Regions from separate parts of the Astyanax mexicanus genome. Here region 2 is linked to region 1. Evidence: chromatin contacts called from public Hi-C data. All regions are on one chromosome and are shown on one strand. Each heading gives the region's core, a stretch centred on a gene start, on an enhancer-like site or on the middle of the called end of the contact. The rest is flanking DNA. Distances are from core to core; before and after follow the strand shown. Region 1 holds the start of rev3l (REV3 like, DNA directed polymerase zeta catalytic subunit). Region 2 overlaps rev3l (REV3 like, DNA directed polymerase zeta catalytic subunit).

What was found. Hi-C and Micro-C count contacts between places; a contact is called where the count stands out from the background.
Region 2: a contact with region 1 is called in a Hi-C map of blood, with 2.3 times the contacts expected there. The contact joins the enhancer-like site here to the promoter of rev3l in region 1. A contact is called at or near these places in 3 of 3 Hi-C or Micro-C datasets (blood and muscle).

What each region holds. Positions count from the first base shown.
Region 1 is chr1:39,215,956-39,219,752 of AstMex3_surface, reverse strand. It overlaps rev3l (REV3 like, DNA directed polymerase zeta catalytic subunit), which reads right to left and starts at 2,356. Exons shown (of 32, transcript XM_007259896.3): 1 at 517-2,356. The coding sequence starts at 655.
Region 2 is chr1:39,255,481-39,259,414 of AstMex3_surface, reverse strand. It overlaps rev3l (REV3 like, DNA directed polymerase zeta catalytic subunit), which reads right to left. Exons shown (of 32, transcript XM_007259896.3): 23 at 3,727-3,934; 24 at 3,465-3,573; 25 at 2,629-2,835; 26 at 2,189-2,298; 27 at 1,933-2,047; 28 at 1,265-1,402; 29 at 1-151. Among protein-coding and RNA genes, the nearest start is that of mfsd4b, 22 kb to the left of the region's middle. Within about 2 kb of position 1,309, the one cell type or tissue checked has an H3K27ac peak away from gene starts, as active enhancers do.

The DNA of each region.
Region 1 (3,797 bases), core at 1,107-3,606:
GACAGTGTATTAATTTAATTTCATTCAAGTTTAATCCCTTGAAAATAAAATCCATTTGATAGCTGTAAATAGTGTTTGCTCCCCTTTTTGGCACATCTGCAAATAAAAAACACTAATAAAACTTCACTTGTTTCAGTTGCTAAGTTAGAACTATAAACAAATACTTATTACAGTAGTTTTATTGTGTAAAGAGGAAGACAAAACAGAAATCAGGACAATTAGAATTCCTACACGAACGTGCACAAACATGAACAAACCAGCAACAGCGTGTGTTGCAAACAGGAGACCAGCTAATGTTAATCATACAAACCCATAAACCTTTGGGCTTCTTTAAATAGCCAGAGGACTTCAGTACAATGTGTCTCCCTGCATGGCATCCCTGACCCCTCCTCCTTTTGCACAGATCTGAGTTCATACCTACCTGAGTTTCCCTAAAGTCCTGTTGTGGGATTTCTAAGTTGTTAAAACATCACATTCAATGCATATTACTGTGTTACTAAACTAAAGCACACATACCTGCAGGTGTGGAGCCGAAGATCCGGACCACTGGCACCCTCTTCACCTCGCTCTCCCTAAACTCAGAGTAACACACGTCCAGTCCCGCCAAGGGGCTGGCCATGTAGTAATCCGCACAAACAATCCGCACAGAGAACATGCTGCCGGAGGATCAGTGTGGGATACACACTCACACACACACCAATGCTTCGGCTGAATTTGCTGTTGTTCACGTTGTAGATGCTTTTTATGCTGTTTTTGTTGTTCTCGTTTATATTGTAGATGGTGCTTATGGTGGAGATGCTGCTGTTTACACTGTAGAGTCTGATGTTATAGAAGATAAGTAATAGAAGAAGCTGTTTTCCTTGTAGGCACTGATGTAGATAGTGATGAGACTGTAGATGATGTTGCTCTGTGGTTGTTTATGCTGTAGCTGCTGAGGTTGAAGACTGTATTTACATTGTAGATGCTGACTTTGCAGATATTGTTAAGTCTGTAGAAGCTGAAGTTGATGTTTAGTCTGTATATGCTGACCTTAACACCTAGCAGGTGTTATTAACACTGTAGCTGCTAGTGTGATGTAGATCGTATTTACGCTGCAGATGCTAAAGTTGCAGATGTGTCTGATTTAGTGTTTGCGCTGCTGCTGCTGCTGTTGTGGATGAGATAGAGATTGACTGACATTGATGGTACGTACACACACTGCAGATGTTGGCATAGATGGTGTTAAATGATCTACTGTTGCGTTTACATTGCAGTCGCAGTGTTGTTTACGTTGCATTCTGTACTAGCTGTGTAAATATTAGTGGTGAACACTAAACACTGTTGTTTATTTAGTAGCTGTTGTTAAAGCCGTTTTCTTGTTTTCTGTGTTGTCCTGTTAGAAGTGCAACAGTTGAGAGATGGGGATCTGTTTATATTGGCAGTAGATGTGTGTTGAAGTTGTCAAATCAAATCTATGCTATTGGATCTGCTGTTGTGTAGTTGTGTGCTGTTGTACTAAGCTGGCAGGACTTGGGCGGCCAGCCAGCGAGCAGAGAAGAGCAACAGCATTCAGAGAGAAATGAGGCAGTTTGGTTGGCAGGAGACTGGCTTTAAAAGCAAAAGCAGCACCGCAGGAAATCCTCGAAATCCTGAGTTGTGGGTGATACTGAGCGGCGTCCTCTGGAGCGCTGAGTGTTGTGGGAAGTCCTCGGCTGTGTTGTTTTAGAGGTCCTCCGCTGTTCTGGCTCTGTTAGAAATCCTCTGGAGTGTTGTCTGAAGGTTTCAGGAGTCCTGTGGTGTTCTCGGGACAGAGTGGGAGCGCTGTGCTGTTGATCAGCTCTGGCTGAAATGTGATTTTGTAGCGGCGGCGGTGGAGGCGCTGCTCTGGCTGAGGTCCCACAGCTGCAGCAGCAAACAAACAAAAACGCTTTCACTCGCACTGACCGCTAAATATTTACACCAAACCGGCCCTCCCGAGCCTCGCGTGTCCTCAAAACCGACATGACAGCCCTCCCTTCTGCTTTATTCCCCCGAACACACGGCGGGGAGGTAGCAGCCTGGGTTAGCTTAGCTTAGCCTGCTGCCCATAGGAATCCAGCGCGGCAGCTAAAGCTAGGTTAGCCAGCGGGCTAATCCGAAATCTCGCTCTCCTCGGAGAAAAGCTCCTTAATGCGGCGCTGTCTCGCTCTCGTGTCGACGCCGAAACAGTCCGCGGGGCTCCCGGTGAACATCCTCCGTATTTCGCGGGGCTTTAATCCAGTGTCCCTGCGCGGGCTCGCCTCAGCTCAAGCCCCCGGGTGTCCGGGCTTTCTGTCCCCGGCTCTCGCGCCTCGCCGCACCGTGTCTCCCTCTCTCTTTCCCCGCCTGTAATACGATCACAGCGCGGCCCCTCGAAGCCCCGCCCTCGCAGGCAAGAGACGAAGGGGCTCATTAGAATATGATTAGCATATTCAGCCTGTGATTGGATGATGTCCCAACAGAGCTCCCAGAGCACTGTGCGCTAATTTGCATGCCAGCTGTGTGATTGGATAGTATAAGCACCATGGCGTGCTAATTTGCATTGCAGCAGTGTGATTGGTCGCCACGAGGAGTCCTGCATAATAATTCTTTTTTTTATCTGAGTTTGTTTTGCGATTACATGTTACCGTGTTTATAAATTATATATAATTATAATTATACGTCTCGTGGATCGCAGCTCGTGATTTGTGCAGGACTGTTGCACTGAGAGACTGTCCCGCATATCTTACATATCTCTCTATCTATCTGAAAGAGGAATGTAAATGAGTATGCTAATTTTTGCCCCATATGTCCCGCCCACATGTTCCTCAGTAGGTATTTAGTTTATTGCTCAGATTTTCTCTCTGATCTGGCGGGTTTATTACACAGCAGGATTTCTCCTGCTGAAAAGCTCAAAGTTCATGGCTCACTGTTTAATGGGAATAAACAATAGCTCTCCTCCTATTTTACAAATTATACAATTTAGACTTAGCTATTTAATTAAACGGGATTTACTTTGTTGTTTCACATCTGATTGGATTACAAGAATGGCAGTGGATTCCTAATTGGTCAGAGAAGAAAAATGGGCGGAGGGTTCTTGGAACAAATAAAGTAAACAAGGATGCCCTCTAGTGATCATTCAGAAGAACAAAGGATTTAATTCAGTGATCATTCTCCAGTTTACAGCTTTCATATATAGTAGTCATATTCATCAACATTTATTTGATACGTGATTAAATAATAACGTTGACATTCAGAATGACGTTATAGTACATTACCATATATATTGTAGAATAAAGGTATAATGACAGTATCATACAAGATTTTAATAAAATTAATATTTAGTATGATGTTCTATAAACATTATTAACTAAAGAAAATCGAGTATTGTTTAATAGATGTAAATTCCTGGATATTACACAACTTTCTCCTGTTAAATAGTAACAAGCAGAGGTTCTCCTGTTGGGCCCAAAGGCTGCTAGAAATAAATGATCAGATTTATTTACTCTTACACTCTGCACAAGTCTCTTTGTGATGCTCATTGCTATATACACTCCATCAACAGTCAATTTTTACGGTTTAAATAGCAACAACACCTGAAAATATACCTACACTGATGGGTGCGGTGGTCTGGAAGTGAGATGTGTTTAGGTAAATTGCTGGCATATTGCTATCTGGTCAATGGAAAACACAGGTGAACCACCGACTGCATTCCGCTGTGCTGCCGCTCTGCTGGATGCTGGCCATTTGTATTTGCGCTGTGCTGCTGCTAAAGCTGAGCGGCTCCTGCAGATTGAAGGCGAAGTTTTCTAAAACCCGTC
Region 2 (3,934 bases), core at 60-2,559, 41 kb before region 1:
AGGAGCCGCTGCCTCTGTATTCTTTAGCGAAGGTCAGGTCCTGCATGCTAGCTTTAGCCTCCAGTACCTTGACGCACTGCCGCTGAACATACTGCTTCACCAGGCTGATGTCCCGCGTCTCAAACAGCAGTTTTACTGACCGCTCCAAGATCTAAACACACATATACACACTTTTTTTTTTCATTTATTGATGAAAAAGTTACAATGGCAACAGAAAAACAGAACTGAGAAAACAAACAGAATATTCTCTAGATGTTTAAACAGTGTATTTCCCCCTGAGCTCCAGGTATAGCATTTTTGTAGAGAAACTATATATACACTTACATGTAAATGAGCTCTCCTCTGACTCTCTTCACACTTAAAAAGCACTTTACATAGGCTGGTTCTCAAAGTCTGAGGCTAAATGGGTGGCGCTAATCTATTCTAGGTTGTGGCAAAACAGTGGAAAGCTACACAGGTGGGGCTAAACTTGTAAAGCTTTTTTGTGAAGGTTCTATTGTAGATTAGATTATATTTTCTGTAGTAACCATGATCAGGATGTATCATAAGCTATTAAAGAAACATACTAAGTTTAAGCACTGGCAGCTCGTTTCAGCAGAGTTTCAGTCAGTTTGTTCTTTGTTATTTGAACTGTGTGGTACGGCACAGAAATCTGTGTGGGTTGTAGTCTCTGAACCTGCCCACCACCATTCACCAAGTCTCATTTCCATTTCCAGGGTTGCCAGGTATAGACAACAGCACGCCATGGAAACGGATGAGCTGGCTATGTTTCTGCTGAACAGGTAATCAGTGCGCTTCAGTAAGGTTTGCAAACCATATCTGGGTAATTTACCATCATTACCACCACCACTAGCATAGTAATGACCGATATAGTGGACATTGTCCAGTAGCAATTTCACACGCTGACTTAAATGTATTACTGATTGTTCCTTTAACTTCACAAATTCAACAACAACAAAACATCTGTGACAGGGGCCAGGATGACTATTATTATTGAAATAAAAGTTCAATATTTCAATGTATAAGCACTGCTTTTACACAAACACACAACTTATTTTATGTGTGTTCATTCTACCAGGGAGCACAGATACGCTGCTGTGATTGACAGCTGTTTGAGTGTGGTCACCGCACCGTGACCTCTGGGGTAAAACCAGAGAGACACACTTGTGCACATGCGAGTGCTCTGACACACACTGGCATTGACACACACACATACACACGACCACACACACACAAACATACAGAAGCTATGGAAGCTGGTTACCTTGGCAACAGCGGGGCAGCCGTCTCTCCGCACAGTCTCAATGCCTTTAGCGTCGAACACAGGATCCTTCTGATCCACAGTCTCATACATATAACCCACATAGCGCTTCTTAGTCTGCAGAACACATGGGAGATACACCTGCACCACACACACACACACACACACACACACACATTACTCAGGGTTAGTGCGAGTGCTGGCTGGGTCAGCGTATGTGCTGGACAGGTCAGCAGTTTAATATAAAAGAAAGGTACATTTATTATAACCCATTTCCTTGTTTAGTAACACTGGTTTCTGTATGATTTTTTTTGGTTGGTTTATGATTGTGAACATGCATTTCAGAATTTGTTTCGAACCTCACAGAAAAAGAAGGGTGTTACTGCCTTTACACGCTCAGGCTTATGCACAGACACTTTACATAGGAACAGTGACCGTGATAATAATGTATTATGGCTCAGAAAGTGTCCCCAACACAATGCCTCCCTTTATAACTTCCCATTTGGGCAAAACTGCTTCCCAAGCAGAGAGGTACCTTGAATAAAAGTGAATGCTAAGGCAGTGTCTCCAATACAGCGATTATTATAAATGATGTCGTTTGTGTAAAATGTTATCAGTTATTGATCTCAGTAATTCAAATCACTGAGCAGCTAAAAGGATTCAGGTTTTACCTTCTCAAACTTGAGCTTGATCGGTTTGGGGTTGGTGGCCGTCACAGCTTCAGCGATTTCATGTCCAATCTTAAACGCTTGCTCTTTAGTAGCTCCCTTCAACAGCACAAACATACTGACAAAGAGAGAAAGACAGAATGATCCCTTATGCTTCTCCATCAATTAAATCTATTTTGTTCTCAATGCTTGAGTCTTAATGCAAAAAAATTCTTTGTAGAAGTAGAAATTTAAAAAATTTAAATATGAGTGTGAGCACCTGTCTGTGTCACCGTACACTACTCGCGCTCCCCACTTTTTCGTTTCGTTCACCAGTTTGATCGCCCTCTCCAGCGTTTCTCTTGCTTTGTGTACAATACTGTCGCCGACCTACAAAACAAAAACACACACTCAGACTTAGCTCAACTCAAAAACCTACAAACATCTACAGCATGAGAAGTAGAATTCTGATACTGATGGTAAACAGAATCTGATTACAGCAATAAAGAACAGTTTTGTCATGAAAAAAACAACTATAGATAAAACAATTCCACAACTTCCCAACTATAACTTTACCCAAACATAAACATAAATTCCCACACACTTATATCCATCCATACACAAATATTCTGCTATATCATAAACACAAATATTTATCTAATTAATTTATCTCTAATTTATTACCCTAATGTTAGTGCTTTAGCATTCCGAGGTGCTCACCTCCACACTGGGCATGCGGCCAGAGAAGTTAGCAGAGGTGTAGCCAAAGGTGACGTTAGCGATGAGTTTGAGTCCAAGCTGGCGAGCGTCCAGCAGCCGGTGCAGAGCTTTATCATCCCGATACGATTTCATCACCCCCTTTACCATGAAACGCGTCTGCAGGATCTCCTCCAACATCCGCGGCAAAACACCCTTACGCACCGACGCCTAAAGCACATACATACACATACACCAATCATATAATTACACACTAATAATTAGAAGTAAATTACATTTAAATATATTCATTTACTGTCACCAACATTTTATTCTCTTTTTTATTTCTAATTTTCCCCATTTTCTCCCCAATTTACATGGCCAATTACCCAACCCCCTATCACTAGTAATGCTCTAACACACCAGGAGGGTGAAAACTAGCACATGCCTCCTCTGATACACGTGAAGTCATCCAGCGCCTCTTTTTGAACTGCTGCTGATGCAGCATTGCAGAGTAGCATCACAGCGCACTCGGAGGAAAGCGCAGCGACTCGGTTCTGATAGAGCAAAGCCAATTGTGCTCTCTCAGGGGTCCGGTAGCTGACGGCAAGTTACATAAACGGGATTCGAACAGCAATCTTGAACAGCAATCTCCTGATCATAGTGGCAGTGCCTTAGATTGCTGGATCACTCGAATCCCTATTTAACAACTTTTAAAACTGATATTTTCAACAGAATTAAATTACAATTTAAATACGATGCTATTTTACTGTTGACAATTGTTGTCTGAATGGGATATTTGGGGAATTTACAACGGTTAATTTTTAAGAAATCAAATGTTTAACTAATTAACTAATTACCTTAACAAATGCGATTCCATTAGGGGACACAGTGATGTCATTACGAAGTTGATACAAGAGATCAGGAGGAACACGGAGAGACGTACAACCAAACCGAAACTCATCCGACCTGTGAGAGAGAGAAAGAGAGAGAGAGAGAGAGAGAAATAGGGAGAGAGAGATAATAAAGAAGAAAGAAAGAATATATTAAAGGAATAAGGACACAGATACACACAGCTAAGTAAAAATGAATACTAATGAAGTAAAATGTGGGGCTGCTTACGTTCCGAGGCTCTCCACGTGTCCGAGGCAGGTGGAAAAGCAGTAGTTGTAGGCAATGACAATGGAGGGATACAGAGACTGGAAGTCCAGCACCACCACAGAGTTGCTATAGAAGCGGGACTCCGGCTCCATGACGAGTGGGATGCACTGCGGTGCCCTCTGCTGGGCTCGTTGCTGTGTGCTCGGAGTCACGGGGATGTAGTTCATCG